6 separate regions of the Mus musculus genome follow, and regions 1, 2, 4, 5 and 6 are each linked to region 3. Evidence: chromatin contacts called from public Hi-C and HiChIP or PLAC-seq data. All regions are on one chromosome and are shown on one strand. The core of a region is the stretch at or near the end of the contact, and the rest is flanking DNA. Distances in the headings are between cores, read along the strand shown.

What was found. HiChIP or PLAC-seq counts read pairs in DNA pulled down with a chosen protein or histone mark. Hi-C and Micro-C count contacts between places; a contact is called where the count stands out from the background.
Region 1: a Hi-C map of bone marrow-derived macrophages shows a contact between it and region 3, with 2.4 times the contacts expected there. The contact joins the enhancer-like site here to the promoter of Tsen2 in region 3. A contact is called at or near these places in 10 of 39 promoter capture datasets (3T3-L1-derived adipocytes, the C10 cell line, the HPC-7 cell line and 7 more), 2 of 15 datasets of contacts at CTCF or cohesin (the NIH/3T3 cell line and stem cell-derived epiblast-like cells), 21 of 484 Hi-C or Micro-C datasets (the BV-2 cell line, the C2C12 cell line, the G1E-ER4 cell line and 14 more), 6 of 115 datasets of contacts at active chromatin or transcription factors (the NIH/3T3 cell line, bone marrow-derived macrophages, embryonic stem cells and 2 more) and 5 of 9 other capture datasets (adipose tissue, bone marrow-derived macrophages, embryonic stem cells and 2 more).
Region 2: a contact with region 3 is called in a RAD21 HiChIP or PLAC-seq map of embryonic stem cells, with 9 times the contacts expected there. The contact joins the enhancer-like site here to the promoter of Tsen2 in region 3. A contact is called at or near these places in 7 of 39 promoter capture datasets (the 3T3-L1 cell line, embryonic stem cells, hippocampal neurons and 2 more), 3 of 15 datasets of contacts at CTCF or cohesin (embryonic stem cells, large pre-B cells and pro-B cells), 16 of 484 Hi-C or Micro-C datasets (the HL-1 cell line, LSK cells, Th1 cells and 7 more), 2 of 115 datasets of contacts at active chromatin or transcription factors (both in embryonic stem cells) and 3 of 9 other capture datasets (adipose tissue, liver and pancreatic islet).
Region 4: a FOXA1 HiChIP or PLAC-seq map of pancreatic cancer cells shows a contact between it and region 3. The contact joins the enhancer-like site here to the promoter of Tsen2 in region 3. A contact is called at or near these places in 17 of 39 promoter capture datasets (the 3T3-L1 cell line, the HPC-7 cell line, HPC-7-derived erythroid cells and 12 more), 9 of 484 Hi-C or Micro-C datasets (the AML12 cell line, the G1E-ER4 cell line, LSK cells and 5 more), 12 of 115 datasets of contacts at active chromatin or transcription factors (bone marrow-derived macrophages, embryonic stem cells, extraembryonic endoderm stem cells and 4 more) and 4 of 9 other capture datasets (adipose tissue, liver, macrophages and 1 more).
Region 5: a FOXA1 HiChIP or PLAC-seq map of pancreatic cancer cells shows a contact between it and region 3. The contact joins the enhancer-like site here to the promoter of Tsen2 in region 3. A contact is called at or near these places in 11 of 39 promoter capture datasets (the 3T3-L1 cell line, the C10 cell line, the HPC-7 cell line and 7 more), 2 of 15 datasets of contacts at CTCF or cohesin (both in the NIH/3T3 cell line), 8 of 484 Hi-C or Micro-C datasets (the G1E-ER4 cell line, the HL-1 cell line, bone marrow-derived macrophages and 3 more), 13 of 115 datasets of contacts at active chromatin or transcription factors (CD8 T cells, the NIH/3T3 cell line, a beta-TC-6 cell line and 10 more) and 6 of 9 other capture datasets (adipose tissue, bone marrow-derived macrophages, embryonic stem cells and 3 more).
Region 6: an H3K4me3 HiChIP or PLAC-seq map of bone marrow-derived macrophages shows a contact between it and region 3, with 5 times the contacts expected there. The contact joins the enhancer-like site here to the promoter of Tsen2 in region 3. A contact is called at or near these places in 11 of 39 promoter capture datasets (the 3T3-L1 cell line, HPC-7-derived erythroid cells, cranial neural crest and 6 more), 3 of 15 datasets of contacts at CTCF or cohesin (the NIH/3T3 cell line and large pre-B cells), 8 of 484 Hi-C or Micro-C datasets (Th1 cells, Th2 cells, bone marrow-derived macrophages and 4 more), 19 of 115 datasets of contacts at active chromatin or transcription factors (CD8 T cells, the NIH/3T3 cell line, PVALB interneurons and 14 more) and 4 of 9 other capture datasets (adipose tissue, embryonic stem cells, liver and 1 more).

What each region holds. Positions count from the first base shown.
Region 1 is chr6:115,379,121-115,382,103 of GRCm38.p6, forward strand. All of the region lies in intron 1 of Pparg (peroxisome proliferator activated receptor gamma), which reads left to right. Among named protein-coding and RNA genes, the nearest start is that of Pparg, 18 kb to the left of the region's middle. Within about 2 kb of position 1,686, at least 6 of the 459 cell types and tissues checked have an H3K27ac peak or open chromatin away from gene starts, as enhancers often do. A contact at or near this core is called in bone marrow-derived macrophages, where this site is marked.
Region 2 is chr6:115,731,103-115,734,408 of GRCm38.p6, forward strand. Tmem40 (transmembrane protein 40) reads right to left here. Exons shown (of 12, transcript NM_144805.2): 7 at 2,893-2,925; 8 at 2,552-2,599; 9 at 83-154. Among named protein-coding and RNA genes, the nearest start is that of Gm24008, 8.9 kb to the left of the region's middle. Within about 2 kb of position 1,504, at least 12 of the 459 cell types and tissues checked have an H3K27ac peak or open chromatin away from gene starts, as enhancers often do. A contact at or near this core is called in embryonic stem cells, where this site is marked.
Region 3 is chr6:115,543,265-115,546,158 of GRCm38.p6, forward strand. Tsen2 (tRNA splicing endonuclease subunit 2) reads left to right here and starts at 1,427. Exons shown (of 12, transcript NM_199033.2): 1 at 1,427-1,464. Gm36355 (a long non-coding RNA gene) reads right to left here and starts at 1,383. Exons shown (of 7, transcript XR_869382.3): 1 at 1,078-1,383; 2 at 853-977.
Region 4 is chr6:115,348,521-115,351,756 of GRCm38.p6, forward strand. No RefSeq gene overlaps it. Among named protein-coding and RNA genes, the nearest start is that of Pparg, 12 kb to the right of the region's middle. Within about 2 kb of position 1,376, at least 30 of the 459 cell types and tissues checked have an H3K27ac peak or open chromatin away from gene starts, as enhancers often do. A contact at or near this core is called in the AML12 cell line, bone marrow-derived macrophages, macrophages and 1 more, where this site is marked.
Region 5 is chr6:115,311,427-115,314,427 of GRCm38.p6, forward strand. Gm38877 (a long non-coding RNA gene) reads right to left here. Exons shown (of 3, transcript XR_869368.1): 2 at 622-743. Among named protein-coding and RNA genes, the nearest start is that of Gm38877, 4.2 kb to the right of the region's middle. Within about 2 kb of position 1,570, at least 41 of the 459 cell types and tissues checked have an H3K27ac peak or open chromatin away from gene starts, as enhancers often do. A contact at or near this core is called in the HL-1 cell line, the NIH/3T3 cell line, hippocampal neurons and 3 more, where this site is marked.
Region 6 is chr6:115,291,328-115,294,263 of GRCm38.p6, forward strand. No RefSeq gene overlaps it. Among named protein-coding and RNA genes, the nearest start is that of Gm38877, 24 kb to the right of the region's middle. Within about 2 kb of position 1,469, at least 16 of the 459 cell types and tissues checked have an H3K27ac peak or open chromatin away from gene starts, as enhancers often do. A contact at or near this core is called in PVALB interneurons, bone marrow-derived macrophages, cerebral cortex and 3 more, where this site is marked.

The DNA of each region.
Region 1 (2,983 bases), core at 436-2,935, 160 kb before region 3:
ACTATTTATTAAAAGCAATCACTGGGGCAAGACAACCAACCACTTTTAAAAAGGCTTTCTCTTCCTGGCATTGATGTTGTATGCCTTTAATCCCAGTACTCAGAGGCAGAGACAGGTGAATGTCTGCATTGAAGACCAGCCTGGTCTACAGAGTGAATTCTAGGACAGCCAGGGCCACACAGAGAAACCCTGTCTCAAGAAAAGAAAAAAAAAAAAAAAAAAAAAAAAAGAAGAAGAAGCAAAAGCCTCTCCCCCCCCCTTTCCCCTCTGCTCTTTAATACAAATAAAATAATTTTATTTGCTTATCTGAGGATATAACAGCCAGATAAATAGTACATTTTGTAAGTTTTCTATAAAAATCTAAGGAAGATTTTTAACTGGCATTGGTTGAGCTACCACTCTAATAGAATCAGCCTTCATGGTCAGAGGGATAGGACATGGAAAAGCTCAGTGAGTTTGTATCCATAGGAGCTGGCTCCAAGATCTGTATGAAATGTATTGTTTGCATATAACCTAGCCATTTTGCTTCAAATTGCCTTCAGATGACTTATTATACCCAATACAGCATAAATGCCAGAAAAATTGTTGTACTGTGTTGTTTGGGGACTAATAACAGGACAAGGTTGTTACATGCTCAGTATAGCCAGAGTACTTTTAGAATATTTATTTGTGATTATCGTGGCTACATATGATACATGAGTTTGGGCAACAAATGCCACAGCAGAAGTGTGGAGCTCAGAGGATGGCTTGTAGAGTTGGTCTCTCTTTCTACCTTTACGTGAACTACAAGGGCTGAATTCAAGTCATCAAATACTTTACATGCTGAGCAACAGTACCTTCCTGTTAATGTATTTTTTTTAATATATTTTTACTGTGTAGTTGGATACATCCTCAGACATGGAGGAATGACTACATTTTAGTTTAGAATAAAAATTACCAATTTGTGTATATTTGCCTACTTCCTACCTCTCCTCAGTAGACTGTGATAGACATTGTATGATGAAATAAGAGCACTCTCCATACCTTTAAGAAAAGATACAGCTCAGCTTGCAATTCATGCATGAACTCCTAGGGTCACACACACACATTCATACAAACATGCATGCACACGCACACACAGACACTCACACACACAATCTTCCCATGTCAGGAGCTATGGCTGAAGACATTCCACATTCAAGAATAGAAAGAAGAAAGCCAATAAACCTGTAGAGGGCAATAGTAGAAAATCTCAGAAAGAACAGGTGTAAGAGACTAAGAAGTATCTGGAAGGCAGGAGAGGGCAGTAGTATGCAGGAGCCCACTCAGATCAGCTTGTAGCTCCTTAATGGTAAAATCTCGGGGTTTTACAATTGTTAGAGATGGTTAGTGAGTATTCAATTATGTGAACTTATAAGCAGACAGGATATTTAAATACAAGAGCAACAGACACACAAAAAAGTGTATTTCCTAGCTCTTACATTGCTGAGATTTGTTGTCTCGTTGTGTGTCTGTGGTGGACATCCTACCTCAGAGACATCATCTTTGGAACTTGAAATCCTTGTCTCATAAGTCCAGAAACCAGAGCATTTTCTTCATGTCAGGGGGACTAATTAAGCATTTTTTAGCACACCAGTGGAAAACAGAAATCAAGAAGTCTAACGAAGCAGCCGGTAACTAGTTTCGGTAGAAAGATGTGTGTCATCACTCCAGTACAATGTACAGAGGAACAGAAAAATGACAAGTGATGAATCCAGTGTTCAGTGAAGTTGCTGTTTATGATGTTATTATTGAATTGTAAAGCTTGCAGAGTATTTACATCTTAATGTCTTCTATAAACCTGCAATACACACTACACACACACACACACACATTTATTTTCTAGCGAAACCTTTTCTGTTGGAAAAGGAACTGGTTATTTATAGACTATACCTCAGGAAATGCACTGTCATATTTCACAATTAGGACCATATTAGTTGTAAGTTTAAGACAGACTGCTGTTATTAAACTTTCTTAGTTTAAAAAAGAAATGTCAAGAACAGGTCCTTGAGCATACTAGGCAAGTATTGTACCACTAAGCTACAACCCAAGCCCAAAGGTAGAACTATGTAGAGTACTTGTTTTTGTATGTTCTGAAATAATCATATGGCTTGTTTTAAATTTTTTTCTAATGCCTTATATGTATTTATCAAATTTTGGCATTAAATTGCCTTTCCTTTTCTGAGATAAGTTCAATTTGATCACGGTAGTTTATTTTCCAAGCATATGATTTAATTAATTAGTTTTACTTATAGTTTTAATTTGATATTAATAAGTAGGACTGACATTTTTCAATATGTGTGTGTGTGTGTATCTCTCTCTCTCTCTCTCTCTCTCTCTCTCTCTCTCTCTCTCTGTGTGTGTGTGTGTGTGTGTGTGTGTGTGTGTGTGTGTGTGTGTGTGTGTGTGTGTGGCACATGCACATGGTAAAGGTTAGAGGACAACTTGTGGAATCTGGCTCTCTCTTTTCACCATAGGATTCTGATAGCACAGGCCATCAGTCTTGCCAGAAAACTCTCTTTCCCATTCAGCCATTTCAGTAGCCCACCCACTCCTCTTTTAAATGTTTTCTTTTGTGGAGGAGGGAAAAGGGTCACATTTTTGTATCAATATTATGATACTTAAATAATTAATTTGGTCATAGGTTTTCTTTTTTTTATAAGACATCTCTTTCTGCAGCATTTTAAAAGAACTCTTACAAAATTACCTTTGGGGAGCTGTTTTGTTTTGTTCAGCAATGATGGACATTGAACCCAAGGTCTTTTTGGTGGCAGGAAACTGGTCTATCACTGCATTATACTTGCAAACCTTTGGGGATATAATTCCTAGATAAGTTCTCAATGATTTCCTTTTTTACCCCAATCCCCATCTCTTGGGTCAATTTTCACTGTTTGTTCCATTTCAGGCAAATTAATCTGGATAAGTTGCTCTTGGAATGCGTTAATATCTACTGTGATGTGTAGAA
Region 2 (3,306 bases), core at 254-2,753, 190 kb after region 3:
ACAATTAGCTATTCATTGTAGGAGTGGAGGTTGACTCCTGTCCGCCCACACAGCCCCTCCCCAGGTCCCCCGCAGGCCTCACCTGCATAGTAGTGGTAACACACCAGCAAGGCTCCGATGGCAAAGCAGAGAAGGACAAAATGGAAAAACTCATCTGCAAGAAAAGATGGTGGATGGTTCTCTCTCTCTCTCTCTCTCTCTCTCAACTCAGGCCATCACAACAACCCTCTCGTTTTTAATTTTTGATGTTTTTCAAGGCAGGGTCTCTACGCAGCCCAAGGTGACCTTCAAATTAGGATTCTTCTGCCTCAACCGTCAGAGCAACTAGAGTTACAGGTGAGTGCCACAGTACCATGCCTGGCATGCCAGGTTTCTCCTGTGTGTGTGTGTGTATGCGTGTGCATGTGCGTGTGTGTGTGTTACTGTGTTGCCTTGGGTGACTTGAAACTCCCTGTGTAGACCAAGCCGGCTTTGATTTCACAGATATCCACCTGCCTCTGGCTCCAGAGTACTAGGATTAAAAGCATGTGCCACCATACCCAGCTATTTGTTTGTTTGTTTGTTTGTTTATGAGACAGGGTTTCACTGTATAATGGTAGCTGATGATCCAACTGTCTCTCCCAGCATAGTGCTGGGGTCAAATGTTGGGAGCCGCCCTCACATTCGCCGTTACAAGATGGCGCTGACATCCTGTGTTCTAAGTGGTAAACAAATAATCTGCGCATGTGCCAAGGGTAGTTCTCCACTCCATGTGCTCTGCCTTCCCCGTGACGACAACTCGGCCGATGGGCTGCAGCCAATCAGGGAGTGACACATCCTAGGCGGAGGATAATTCTCCTTAAAAGGGACGGGGTTTTGCTATTCTCTCGCTTGCTTGCTCTCTTGCTCTTGCACTCTTTTTTTTTTAAAGATTTATTTATTTATTATATGTAAGTACACTGTAGCTGTCTTCAGACACTCCAGAAGAGGGCGTCAGATCTTGTTACAGATGGTTGTGAGCCACCATGTGGTTGCTGGGATTTGAACTTCAGACCTTTGGAAGAGCAGTCGGGTGCTCTTACCCACTGAGCCATCTCACCAGCCCGCTCTTGCACTCTTGCGCTCTTGCGTTCTGGCTCCTAAAGATGTAAGCAATAGAGCTCTTGCTCTTGCTCTCTTGCTCTCTGGCTCCTGAAGATGTAAGCAATAAAGCTTTGCCGCAGAAGATTCCGGTTTGTTGCGTTCTTCCTGGCCGGTCGCGAGAACGCGTGTAAGAGTCAAAGATGTGCATCACCATGCCCGACTACTCTAAGTTTTATTTTGCGGTGTGTGTGTGTGTGTGTGCGCGCGCACACACACGTGAGCGCGTGCACATGAACATATGCTTGCACGTGTGCATCAAGTAAGTACCCACAGAAGCCTGAAGGGGGTGTTAGATGCCTTGGAGCTGGAGTTACAGGCATTTGTGGGGGATCTGATGTAGGTGCTGTGCTCCAAACTCCAGTCCTCTGAGAAAGGAAGGGGAAGCACACTGATTGGCTAAAGCACCGGCCCAGCCCCTTCCTGTTTTATACACTACAGTGCTCTCGCTCCTGACCAGCCCATGTTACTAGCACCCAGGAGCCCCCTCTCCAGCCCATCCATCTCTCCTCTTTATTGTTGGAACGTGTACAGCCACTCAGCTTGGAGTTTATATCTGTGCTTATGGGTTCCCGCCTCCCTGGCTCTAAGTCTCAGAGGAGATTCTCCGTCAGACTGAGCCGCCAGCGCAGCCCCACGGGGGTGCTCAGGAATTAATTTCCTGAGTGAGCATTAAACCACGTAAAGATGCCAAGTGTGACGTTCTGAGGCTAACAGGCACGAGAGGCTGGATCTCCGATGCTTCTTAAAAGGGATGTCAGCAGGATAGACAGCAAGGTCCCCCTTCTTTCTCACTCAGGGGAATACAAAAGAGAGTTTAGGGGAAGTCCAGCATGCACTCCTGCAGTTCTAGTCCTGGGGATGCTGAGGGAAAAGGACCTAAGCGTGAGGGCATCCTGGTCTACAGAGCTAGTTCCCTGAGAGCCAGGGCTACGCAGAGAAGCTGTGTCTCAAAAATCTACATAAACGAACACCCCAAGGTCTCTCTTTCCTATCCGCAAGCTCTTTCCTGAAGTCCTCGTGGAGTCCAGGCTTGGAGCAGAGGAAGCCCAAGAAGCTCTCATCACTTCTCCAGGGGAACTTCCTAACCCCCACACCCTAACTGTGCCCCACCACACGGCTCGTGAAGCATTGATCTCACTGTGCTCTCACATACAACCAAAGGAGCGTAGGTTGGGCACCAGTCCTAGGCTATGCCAAACCCAGGCTGTGCCCTTCAGTAGCTCTAAGGCCCCCAACCCTGGCCTTCGGTTCCTACATGGAAAGATAGACATCACTGCTTGTCCCCTCAACCAAGATTGCTGAGGACTCTGCTGACTGTGGGACCCCTGACAGAGGTGGCTAGGGTTACTATCATTCCAGCCACCAGCCATCTTGGATCCACAGAAATCGGGACCAGCCAGGTGAGGACAGCTCTTGGACACCAACTTACCATCCTTCTTTATGTTCAGTCTTCTTAACTGAGAGGCCTCCACTTCTCCTTAACAATGAAAGACAGAAAGATGTGTTTTGGAGGTTACCACTCCCCACTTAAAGACTCCATCACTGGGTGTTTGTCTGTGGGTCAGGGGGTGCTCACAGCAGGACCCCTCCCTGACTTTCTCATCCCTCCATAGGCCTAGCCCTCTTCTTCCTTCCATCTCTCCCATGATGGAGACTTCTTTCGGAATCACGCATGTATTGACATCCCTGCCAGAACTGGCCTCAGGTCATTGGTGGTCCCCTCTGGCCCCTGGCACAGCTTCCAGCTGTCCCGGGAGCTTGTATATTTACCCTCCGCTGAGCCGGAACCTCTCCTTCGGAGTCCTAGAAATGAGAAACTCAGTGTTAGCTCCATGTCAGCCAAGGCACCTTGCCAGGTGCTGCCACTCTGGGGAGAGGCCAGAGGTGACTGAAGACAGTGGTTTTCAACCGTCCTAATGTTGCGACCCTTTAAAATAATTCCTCATGTTGTGGTGACAACCTCCACAACCATAAAATTATTTCATTGCTATTTCATAACTATAATTTTGCTATTGCCATAAACCATAATGTAAATATCTGGTGTACAGGATAACTGATATGTGACCCCCAAAGGCGTTGAGACCCACAGGTTGAGAACTTCTCTAGATAATGTTCCAGCCATGGAACCCAAGGGACCTTTCCTCGCTGGTTGATACCTGCTTCCTCTTGCCTGGACCGCCATTT
Region 3 (2,894 bases), core at 177-2,676:
GGGAAGGGGAGGGTGGGGAGGAAGAAAGGGAGGAAGGGAAGGAAGGAGGGAGGAAGGGGAGGCGGATTTCACTATATAGTCTAGGCTGATCTGGAACTTGCTATGTAGACCAGACTGGTCTTCGATTCATAGAGATCTGGCTGCTTCTTACCAAATGCTAGGATTAAAGGCACTCACCACCACACCTGACAGAAACTTTACCTGCCTGTCTGCATTCTTTGTTTTACATTTTGTTGTTATCTTTTGTGTATTCTTAAACAGTTTCATACAGTGTATCTTGACTACAGCCACCCCCAGCTCTCCCCTCCCATCCCTCTACTTGCCCACACATCCCTTCATCCCTTCCTATCTTCATTCCCTTTGCCCTTTATCTTTTTGGTCATCCATCAAATACAGTCAGTACTGCCGGCTAGAAGGTTAACTGATCTTTCAGGCTTGATCTTGACCACGCCTTATGTAGGTACCCAAGTCTGCTGTGAGTCCGTGAATGCCTTGGGCTCTGTCATGTTCAGAAGACAGCACTCTCCCATCCTCTGGCTCTTGCCTCCTTTCTGCATCACCCTCCTTTTCCATGTTTCCTCAGCCTCGGGCAGGCAAGGGTTAATATAGATACCCCATTTAAAGCTGAGCTCTCAGCAGTCACTTGCCAGCATTTTGACCAGTACTGAGCCTGTGTAGTCACCACAGCCCTCTGCAGAGAGGAGCTTCTCTGGCCAGGGGCGAAGGTAACACTAAGCTGTGGGTATAACCAAAAAAATTGGAAGTAGCTGGGCCTCTTCATTTAACAAGATACTAGTCAGTTTCTCCTCAGGGCCTTTGACTTCCTGAGACTTTAGATCAGGTTTACAATACCAGGCATGAGTTCCCTCCGTCGAACAGCCTCAGAGTCAATCAGTAATGTGGGTTTGCCTCTGTAACCTTCGCACCATTATTGCTCCAGTGGGCACATCTTCCCTGGTAGCATTCAGGGTTCACTGCTGAAAAAAATCTCATATCACACTGAGGTCAAGGGCAGCCTTTTGGGGCAGGTTGCTTCATATCTCATCTCTAAAAAATGGACCTTGTGTTAGAACTTACAGGCAGTGAGCACTGGCAATGCAAAGGCAGGTGTCCCTCCATGAGTTCAAGGCCAATCTGGGCTACAAAGTGAGTTCCAGGCAAACCAAGGCTATACAGTGAGACCTATGTAATCTCAAAAGGAAAACAAACAAACAAACAAACAAACCTTGGGGGTTGCTGTGAGAATTAAGGCGGGATATATTACCCCTTAGCCTTCCTCATTAGACTTAGCCGGGGGATGGGGCGGAATGTATCGTCAGCGGTACAGTGCGCAGGCGTGCTGTGCTAGGACACAGCCAGTCCCTTTTGCGGCTGCGTGCAACTGGTTTTGCGGCCGCACTGCTTGACGGCTGCAGCGCCGCCCCCCGGTTGCCGGGTAACGGTGGGCGCGCGTGGCGGCGAAAGGTAAGACTGAGTAGTCCTGTTTCTCGCGTTCTGTGTCCAGCGTGCGAGCGACTTCAGGCGGGAGCGGGGTGGGAGCTGTGGCTGTCACTCAAGCGCGCATGGGCACAGCGTCCCGAGGGCTGCGGAGCGCTTCGCTCTCGCTGACAGATGCCATCTGCCCCAGCCCCAAGCTGGTCTGCCTTGGCCCTCAGCCCTGCACCTCGGCCCAGGAGCTGTGCAGTGGGGGACACAGATGAAAGTGTGTTTGCAAATGATGAGGAGCCCACGAGGGGCTGAGGATGGGACTCGGTTGGCAGCCTGTTGTCTACTCCTAGCACCGCATCCAACCAAGCTGCTGCCCGCCTGTAATCCCAACTTCCAGAGATGGAAGCGAGAGCATCAAGCTGGTTTTAAGTTTCCTCAGCTACATATCACGTTTGGAGCCAGCCTGGGCTACGTGTGGCCTCATCTCAAAATAATAAATAAATAAATAAATAAATAAATAAATAAATAAATAAAATACATGCTAAGAGACCATGAGTAAGTTTGCCATAAGAGAGGCTTCTTTGACCCCTGATCCAAGAGTGTTGGAAAGTGATATGGACCCACCTTTTACTGTATGCTTTGTGCTTGGATTGACGGTAGAAGCATATAGAGCGGGGTTGGGCTGACCATTGGGTGTCATGGTTCGTGCTTTTAGCTGTAGTACATGGGAGGCTGGGGCAGAAAGATCATAGTTTAAAGCTAGCCAAAGCTGCATAACAAGGCCACGTGTCAGCAAAACCGAAATTTTTAAATGAATATTAGGCTAGCAGATTAAGAGAAGAATGAAGGACAGGCCTTGCTTTTGATGGACAGAAATATGCTTTGTGGTGCTCTGGTGACAGGCATGAGCAGGTTTCTCCTTAACAGTCTTTGCAGATACATTCACACACACACACACACACACACACACACACACACACACACGCTGCAAGCCATTCTTCTCACTTGTACAATGGGAATAAGAATGTGGCTGGGCAGCCGGGCGATAGTGGTGCACGCCTTTAATCCCAGCACTTGGGAGGCAGAGGCAGGCGGATTTCTGAGTTTGAGGCCAGCCTGGTCTACAGAGTGAGTTCCAGGACAGCCAGGGCTACACAGAAAAACCCTGTCTCGAAAAAACAAAAAAGCAAACAAACAAAAAAAAGAATGTGGCTGGGCTGGGACTGTGGCTCCTTTGATAGAGAGTTTTCTTTGAATGATCCAGGCCCTGAGTTCAATTCCCAGCACTAGGAAAAGAAGCAACTAAAAGCCTTTATATCCAGTCCTCCAGACCACCGTCCTGGTCTGGTCTACCCTATACATATGTACCTGGCTGTATGTATCTGCTTTATGACATGTAACGTTCGAGTACTTTGTTCCCCAGGGAGCCAGAAGAGGCTTTCTGATCCCCTGCAGCTAGAGTTGCA
Region 4 (3,236 bases), core at 126-2,625, 190 kb before region 3:
CTTTCTCCTTAGCATAGGATGTCTTCCTATTAAAGACAACGATAAAAAAGATACCCTGTTAAAAGCAGGAGCTGTATCTGACTCTGCTACCTGCCTGCCTTTGGAGCCCTTTCCCCTTAACCACAATAGAAGATGAGCCTCGTCCTATGGCAACATGATTTGCCAAAGTGGATTGATATCCATGGGAGGTGTCCCTTTTTCTGAGGAGAAAGGGAGGAAGGGAGGGTGACAGGGAGGTGAGGTGAGAGAGAAGGAGGGACTGAGAAGAGAGGAGGGTGGAGAAGCTAGAATCTGGATGCAAAAACAAACAAACAAACAGGAAAAAAACCTCAAAACTCTTCGGGGGAAAAAAGACATCAAGAATTAGTATTCCACTGCCAGGACTCAGAACAGTTCCTGTAGCTGTGCTTTCTCATGACCATGGTGGGCCAGCAAAGGCCAAAAGCGCCCCTCAAAAGTGAGATGAACTCACCTGAGCCCACCTCTTGGTAGACTTGTGTCACTAGTCTAAAATACAACAATAATTAACTTGCAAAAAGAAAGGAAGGAAGGGAGGGAGGGAGGGAAGGAAGGAAGGAAGAAGAAAGAGAGAGAGAGAGAGAGAGAGAGAGAGAGAGAGAGAGAGAGAGAGAGAGAAGAAACAAAACAAAAACCCATAAAGAAATCTAGATGGAGCCTAGCCAAGGTGACTGAGGCTGTAATCCTAGCACTTATGATGCTGAGGCAGGGGAATTGCTAAGAATTTGAAACCAGCCCAAGCTACAACTGTAGTCGAGGTCTTTCTATGTATCTGTTTCCTCATCTGTAGTTTTAAGATAATGTTTTGATACTAATAAAGACTAAAGTTAAAAACTGATAGTCAAATGGCTCATCTGACGGTGTCTGCAGTAGGTGTTCAGTAAACTGCCCTGAACTATCTAGCCTCTCACCAAAGCCACCAGTTGCCCTCACTGTCACATGACAGTGCTCTCTTACTCCCTCTCCCGCTCCCTCTTGGGCCCTCCCTCCCTTTTCTGCCATCACTGTTTCCTCCCCTTCTCCCTTTTTCCTCCCCCTACATCTGCCTTCTCCTCTCCCTCCTATTGCTCCACCATTTCCTCTGGAGACAGATTTCCTTAAATCACCCAGGCTACCACTGAACTTGAGAGCCTCCTCCAGTGGCCTCACAACTAAGAGTACAGGCCTTCCCCACAGTGCCTGGGCCACACCTATTTTTCTTTCTTTCTATCCTTTCTTTCTCAAGCTCACCCTCCTCCTACATTGGACTCTTTGAGGGTAGCTTCTGTCTTTCATGCTAACAGAACACAGGACAGAGGACACACTCTGTAGAGTTGGACAGCCAGCCCTGGCCCAGCCCACCATTCAGCTCAAGTAACCACGTGGCTGTCTTAGTCATACTCCTGTGAGCCTAGAATTTAGCCAGATGATGTTGAGATGGCTCAATAACATTCCAAAGAATTTACCAAATAGTCAATTTGCTCTGAGGTAATTAAGAGTTAACTATATACTAGAGTCCAAGGGAATCTAGCCAAGTCAATAAATTACTTACTGTTTACCGAATACCAACTGTTTCCTCCACACATTGAATATGTTTATGGTTTCCACAGCTTGCCTTTCTTACCGAAAGCTATTGGGATTAAACATTTTTTTTTCCGTGAGAAGGAAAAGATTTTTTGTGTGAGATAGCATCTTAAGTGACAGCTCTCAGATGGTTGGGAAGGCAATTCTCTGCCTGGACCGGAGCTTAGACTGTGTAGTTCACACAATAAAACAAGCATTGGCTATCCAGCCTGAACCTTGGACTCTGGGATGTTTTTGGGTTTTCCATCACAGAGATGGCCCAAAACTTTCTTGTGTATAAGAAGTGCTGAATGATGGAAGGAGGAACAGCAACTGGATTAGAAATGAGGAGGTTTTTTTTTTTTTTAATTAGATATTTTCTTTATTTACATTTCAAATATTATCCCGAAAGTTCCCTGTACCCTTCCCCCGCCCTGCTCCCCTACCCACCCACTCCCACATCTTGGCCCTGGCATTTCTCTGTACTGGGGCATATAAAGTTTGCAAGACCAATGGCCTCTCTTCCCAGTGATAGCCAACTAGGCCATCTTCTGCTACATATGCAGCTAGAGACACGAGCTCTGGGGATACTGGTTAGTTCATACTGTTGTTCCACCTATAGGGTTGCAGATCCCTTGAGCTCCTTGGGTGCTTTCTCTAGCTCCTCCATTGGGGGCCCTGTGTTCCATCCAATAGATGACTGTGAGCATCCACTTCTATATTTGCCAGGCACTGGCATAGCCTCACACGAGTCAGCTATATCAGGGTCCTTTAGTTCCAATTAAAAAAAAAAAAAGAAAAAAGAAAGAAATGAGATTTTGACTATTGAAGTCTTCCCATTCAGGAAGGCTTACAGAGGTAAGAGTCTACCTTGCAGTTGTTAGAGGACCTGAGTTCAATTCCCAGCACCCAGATTGGATGGCTCACAACTGCCTGCAGTTTTAGCTCCAGGGGTGTCTGACACCTCTGGCCTCTGCTGACGTCTGCACAATGCACACACATACACCTTATTTCTAAAGGGTCAAAATAAATCTTAAGAGTACTTCCAGGTTAAAATTATGGCTGTCCAACCCTACAGAGTGTGTCCTTCTGGCCCGTATTCTGTTAGCATGAAAGACAGAAGCTACTTGCAAAGAGTCCAATGTAGGAGGAGGGTGAGTTTGAAAAGAAAGGAAGGAAGGGAAGGAAGGGAAGGGAGGGAAGGAAGGAAAGAGGGCATGGACCAGGCACTGTGAGGAAAGCCTGTAATCTCAGAAAATTTTAAACTGGAACATAACATTAAAATATTATGCTTATTTGTTTGTTGTATATATAGGTTTCTATTCTCCAGTGTTAGATGAGTTAAGGACGTATTAAGTTCAGTGGGTATTAGGTATTGCCTAATCTTCAGGCACCACAAATAAACAACATTGGTCTCTATGTATTGATTCATCTACAAACATTACTAAGCTCCAGGCCCTCAAACATTTGATATGTAAAGTTCTAGGATTTGAGGCTCTTCCTGTTTGGAAGAGTGTGTTATTTTGAACATAATAGTAATTCAATAAATGTGTGCTGAGTCACTGATTAAATTTAGTGTAGAAAATACAATTATTTGGGCTCTTTTGAAATCGACAGAGAAATGCTGTCAGAAAAGTGTCACAGAACAGTGATGTTAGAAACCCTCTGGGTCTCAG
Region 5 (3,001 bases), core at 320-2,819, 230 kb before region 3:
TGGGAGTTGGTTCTCTTACTCCAGCTTGTGGGTTCTTTGGCTCAGACTTAGGTGGCCAAGCTTAGCAGCAAACACCTTTAACCACTGAGCTCTCTGGCTGGCCCCAAGTTAGCTCTAGTTTTAAGGCTTGGTCTTTCTGAATCTCTAACTGAATACCCCAGATATTTGAAGAGGACTGTACTTAGCCAGTCATGGTGATATATGCCTGCAAACCCAACATTCTGGGGAGTAGAAACAGGAGGATCAGCATTCAAAGCCAGCCTTAGAGCTACATAGTGAGTTCAAGACCAGCCTTGGCCAATTTTCTCAAAAGGCAGACAAACAAACAAAGCCATCTCCTAGTGTTTGAGCTCTGTGGATTGCCTATCTGGGACTCCTGAGAGCTATGCTCTTCCCAGTGAATTTGCCTTGGGTAGGGTCATCCTATGGCTGCTCGGTTTACCATCCAGCCACAAACTAAAGAACTCAGACAATAGTTCTGGAGCTGTTTTTCCTCATGGAAAACTGTATCTCATCAGCCTCTCAGAACCCGAATCTCTATCTCCTTGTTCAGGAAGACAGGCACACTCTTTGTGAGTTCCTCCATCCCAGACAGAAGTCCTGACAGCCAAGGTAACCTACAGGGTTTCTTTACTTGCGGCTTCTCCTGAAGGTCTCAGTACTGTGGTCTGTATGCTCCAATGTCGTTTCATAGATTTTCATCCAGCAGGAGGTCAGATCTGGTACCAGTAATGCCACCATCCCTGAAAACAGAACTATACTGCATTGTCAGGTCTCATGGACAATGATTGTGCATGGCTGGGTTCCCACTTTAGGTAAAAATAGGTGTGTGTGTGTGTGTGTGTGTGTGTGTGTGTGTGCATGAGGGAATGAGATATGGTCAAAGAAATTGCCTCTGAATCTCCCAGAGCTCAGAGAAACTTCAACAGCTCACCTGAAACACGTCCATCACGTGGGTAGTTAAATGAAGAGCCATTCTTCCCTGAAGCCAGGCATACTTCCAAAATTATCCCTTCACTTCTAAGTAATCATTACCACCACCAACATGCTGCCTTCAATAGCTTTGCCGTATTCCTCCCAGCATTTAAAGGGTTACAACTGTGGAGTAAGTCCCACTTCTGCCTGATTCACTAAAGAGCTCAGTCCACCCACTGGGCTTGTTCAACCCCAGCACATTTCTCTTTATCATTTCACAGAGGGGAGAAATCATACAATTTCTTTACAAAAATCTAAGATTCTGCTTCGGGGACCAGGGGCCAACTGCCTCTCTTGACTTAACGTTCAGCCTTTGGGTTTTGTTCATCGTGGGGAGGACGTGGTTACTATTTTGGCTGTCCCCATGTTTTCATTATGTTTTCTGGTAGACGGCTTCCTCTCTGAGGTCTCTCACAGATTTTATGCTTTATCCGAGGGGGAAAAAGATCAACCATGAAGTTGACTCTTTGAATCTGCTTCTGTGTCTGCCAAGTGCCCTGTGAGAAATGAGGTGGGGGAGATGAGCGTTTTCGCTGTTCATCTGTCCGCAGTGTGTGCCTCAGCACTCTGAGGACAGACGCTCACAGCTGCCATCCAGCTCCAGAAAGATGGGATTTTTAGCACTAGCCCGTGTGCGCATGCGTGTACGTGTGCGCATGCGTGCACAGGTACAAAAGCAAAAAAAAAAAAAAAAAAAAAAAAAAAACCCACAAAATTGATCTTTTTAAAAAGAAGACTATGAATATTTTAAGCTTAAAAAAATTAAGTCCAGTCCTTAATTTCAGTACCTCCTAGTTCTTTGACTTTATGAATGGAAAAGGGTGGCAAGTATCCACTGGCTTAATCTAAGGTGTCAACAGTCCCTCTCTGAAGCTATTGAAATAAGGGGAGTGCCCGCAATTACTAAAGATCTTCCGGAGATAAAAGAGCAATTGCATAAGCTTCTGGCTCCATGCATCCCAGTGAGTCAGCATTTCACAAAAAGCTCAATCCCATTGGTGCTCCAGCTCCACACATTTTGAGGAATAATTTATCCTCACATGCAGGTGAGTCACTGGAAAGGCACAGATGTGCACTCGGGTCGCCCAGAGATCTGTCTGCACCCCGGGGAAGGCTCCCTTTACCTGCTTCCTACTGGATATTTGCTTTGACCAGAGATGATGGCCAAGGCAGAAGTCTCTCTCCTGGCAGTGAGATGAGCAAGGGACAGATGGTACGGCCGAGAGGCAAAGAGCTACCTCAAACTCCCTGTTACCAAACTAAGTGCTCACGTGCTGCGAAGCTTTGGCAGCCTGAGTTCTTTCCCAGAACCCACATGGTGGAAGGAGACTACTGACTCCCCAGAGTTTTCCTTTGACCTCTACTTTGCATATGTGGCATGCACAGACATGCATTACACACTCACGATAGATGGATGGATGGATAGATAGATAGATAGATAGATAGATAGATAGATAGATAGATAGACAAATGTTTAAATAAAACTCAACTTGTTCTTGTCATCTAATTCACCTGGGAGATTATGTACCTGGTCCTATGCTTATCTGTCGTGCACCCTAGGGGGCCTGATAAGGAAGGGAAGAAATGTGATATAGAGGCACGTTGCTACCAGGTCACCCTGCAAAGAGCTTCGTACTAAAGCCTTTGCTGAAGCGGTGCCCATTAACCTCTGCCTTCCGTGTTTACACAGACTATAACTTGGCCCCACAGAACCCTCAGAGGAGGAGTGCAACCTGGGTAGCCTGCTGGTTTCCTGGATGGCCATGGAAAAGTAGCCAAGCTTATAAAATCAGATCCTGGGCGGGGTGTGACTCAGTGGTAGAATGTGTGTTTAGCCTGCTGGAAGCCCCGAGTTCCATCCCTGGCACCATAACATAAACTATCCAGGAAGGAAATCTTCCTGACATTTGGTTTTTTTCCCTTATAAATAAAACATGTAGTGTACTATTTTCTTAAAGACACACTATAAATTATCAGTCACAGGGAGTCACAGTGCAATAGGACCCTTAAACATAACGAGGCACTT
Region 6 (2,936 bases), core at 219-2,718, 250 kb before region 3:
ATGAAAGGAAGTGAATGGCTGAACACATCCTCGGTGGGATGCTTTCTCAGACTGCCATTTCCAAAGGCACCGGTGTATCCAGACAGGCAAGCTTCCTTGTTCCCCCTCCCTTTTTTAAAATTTATTTTGTATTTTCTAAATACGCCAGTTAAGATCGTCTTCAGAGTGACCAACGAGAAGACTGAGTGGCAGGGCCTTCCTTGCCTTGGTTTCTTCACTGTCCTTGTAAGTTGTTGATATACTGCCATCAGTGCCAAGTGACTTTCCTTCCTCTCTCTCCCTGACATGGAGAGGGACTTAGAAGGCAACACACTTAACGCCACACTTGTAACGACTCACTGAGATCTTCCAGTACCACGGGCATGCATGTGCATGTGCAAATGCCCACGTGAGCACACACACAACAAAAAAACACCCACAAACAAACAAACAGACAGCAAAAGCAGACCCACTGGGCCTTAGAAAGGGTGGGCAGGTGTAACAGCCCCCACCAGTTCACAGCTGCCGCCATCTGACTGGTAAATACATGCCTATGTTGTAAGAAATCAGTATTTCATACCACAGCTGAGAGATAAATATCAACAAAAAAATGTATTAAGAATAGGCCTCCCCTGGAGTTTTGCCTTAAGTGGCTGAGATTTCTCAAAAAGCTAGTTTTTGAGCTGGTAATTGCAACGTGATGCTGTGCGCAGATGGCTTGGGAATGGGACAGGCTAATTTGAGTAGATGGGTGGGTAGTCTTAGAGGCGTAAGCCAGACTTCTAGGGCGATGGCGTGTATGGGAATTCCATGTCTATGTGTTAGTTTGTTGTCTTCTTTTTAATCTTGGAACTTGGCTTCTCTCAGATCAGTGGCCTTTTGAAATAACAGAAAATTATTGAAAGAGGGGATTGTTTTTAATATTTGATGTTCTTTCAAACACCCTACCACAAAATGAACCTTCTCAGAGAACTGTCCAGTGTCACAGACAGTGCAGGCTTTCGTGTTCAGTTTTTTTTTATTTGTTTTGTGCTGGTGATCCAACCCAGAGCCTGGACATGTTCGGTGCATGCTCTATCGCTGAGCTATACCCCTCCCCAGGCTGTCTGGAGTTTTTTGTTTTGTTTTGTTTTTTTTGTCTAAAAATACTGTTATAGATATTCATGTGTTAAAACTGAACATGAAGCAAACCTAGAGAACCTTTCCATCCAGAGGGGCAGGATTTCCCAGCCATCTCTTCTTCTTCACAATCTCCTGACCTTGAGGGGGTAGGCAGGCTCCAGGGATGAATCTATTCTTGCCAAACCAGACAACCTGCATCTCCAACTGCTCACTAATTAGGCCACCATTTTGGACTTTGATGTGACAGTTTTCAAAAGTGAACGCTGCCTTTGTTCAAAACCCTAAATTATGGCCTCACCATGTGTTCTCTACTCTCAGAATCAGCTTCCCCCATCCTTTGTCAAATGCTAGGCCAGATAAAGCCTGGAGCTCCACTTTCGTCATCGTGCATCCCTGACTCACATGCCCAGAATAATTCCCCACTGCCTAGAGCACAAGCTCCGATCTGGAGCTTATCATCAAGGCCTTCAGCAAACAGAAACCAAATCCACCCTGAGCTTGCTGCCCCGAAAGTCCCCTGCTCCAGATTAAAGCTCTCCGAACTGTCCTGACCCCACTACAACTTGTGTTCTCTTGTCTGCTCACATCTTGGGGGCAAGATGGGCTCTCTTTCCCTTAAGCTTGGCCACATAGTCCCCACCTTTATAGCCCCACCCCCATCTCACAGTTTACTACTGAGCTCTCTGATGACCCAGGGACCAGGGATCTAAGCCTTATCGCTGCTACACTGACCACGAGACTGCAGAGACCTTTCAGAGACCATTCTGTCTGCCTGAAAGATGTCAGAGTCAAACGGGAGAGACAGCCCAGCTGTTAAAGGCTAGATTCCAACCAAAAAGAAGCCAAGACAACAAACAAACAAACCTCCTGTAATTTATGTGTTTGAATCCTTAGGGGATACCTAGCTCAATGCTAATGTAAAAGGATACTCGTGACCCCCCCAGCCTTCTCTGTAGGGCCGGATTCAGCTCTCTGAGTGCTAAGCTAATGTTCATTTATTTAGAACTGGGACAACTACAAACACCCAAATCACCTCTTTAAAGCACTGACGTCTGCTCAAGCCATCCTTCCAGAACCTGGAACCCCATTCAAAGTCCTGGGTTCTCAGGACTTGTGGAAAAGAAGTCCTGTAAGACAGGGCATGTGCTAGAAAATCCATAACCCATAAATAGCATCTTTAAGATCCAGTAGCTGTTAAAGTTTCTTTCTTTGGGTCTCGAATGCTATTTCCTAAAAAGGTTTTGACACGGAACTTCAATGTTCCCAACAGACTGTAATGAATTTATTCTGACTATTCAGGGATGTGGGTCACATACATCTTTAAGTGGTGTTTTGTCTCTCCATAGTCCCCATATCACACCCTAAGGTGGTTCTTGTTCCCTGCCATGGAGATCTGAGTCTTTAAACACCATTTATTACCAGTTTAGTCCCCACTAGAGCCAGCCCTGCCACCCACTGTATATGGCAGAGAGACTCCCTAGCTGGTCTTCAGATACCAGGCAGACAGCTGCAGCTAAGCACAGGGCCATTATCAACAGGAAGAAGAAGGTGCTTCTTGATACAGACTCCTCTGAGGATGCACAGGGCTTGACCCCTTCAGTGGAGAAGAGCAGGTGCCTTGCATGCGTACCCAGTGGTGCATCTGCAGTGGTGGGAGAGGCTGAGTCACATCTGGATCCATGCCCACAGCCTCCAGCCCAGAGGAGGCAGGCCAGCAGCAGGAGGTGCTCCATAGAGAGCAAGTACCTTGGAAAATAGGATTGGGCTCTCTGGCAGTATCTTATCCTTACCACCGCTTCAAGCCTGGGGCTGCTGACTGATTGAAATACCATTTT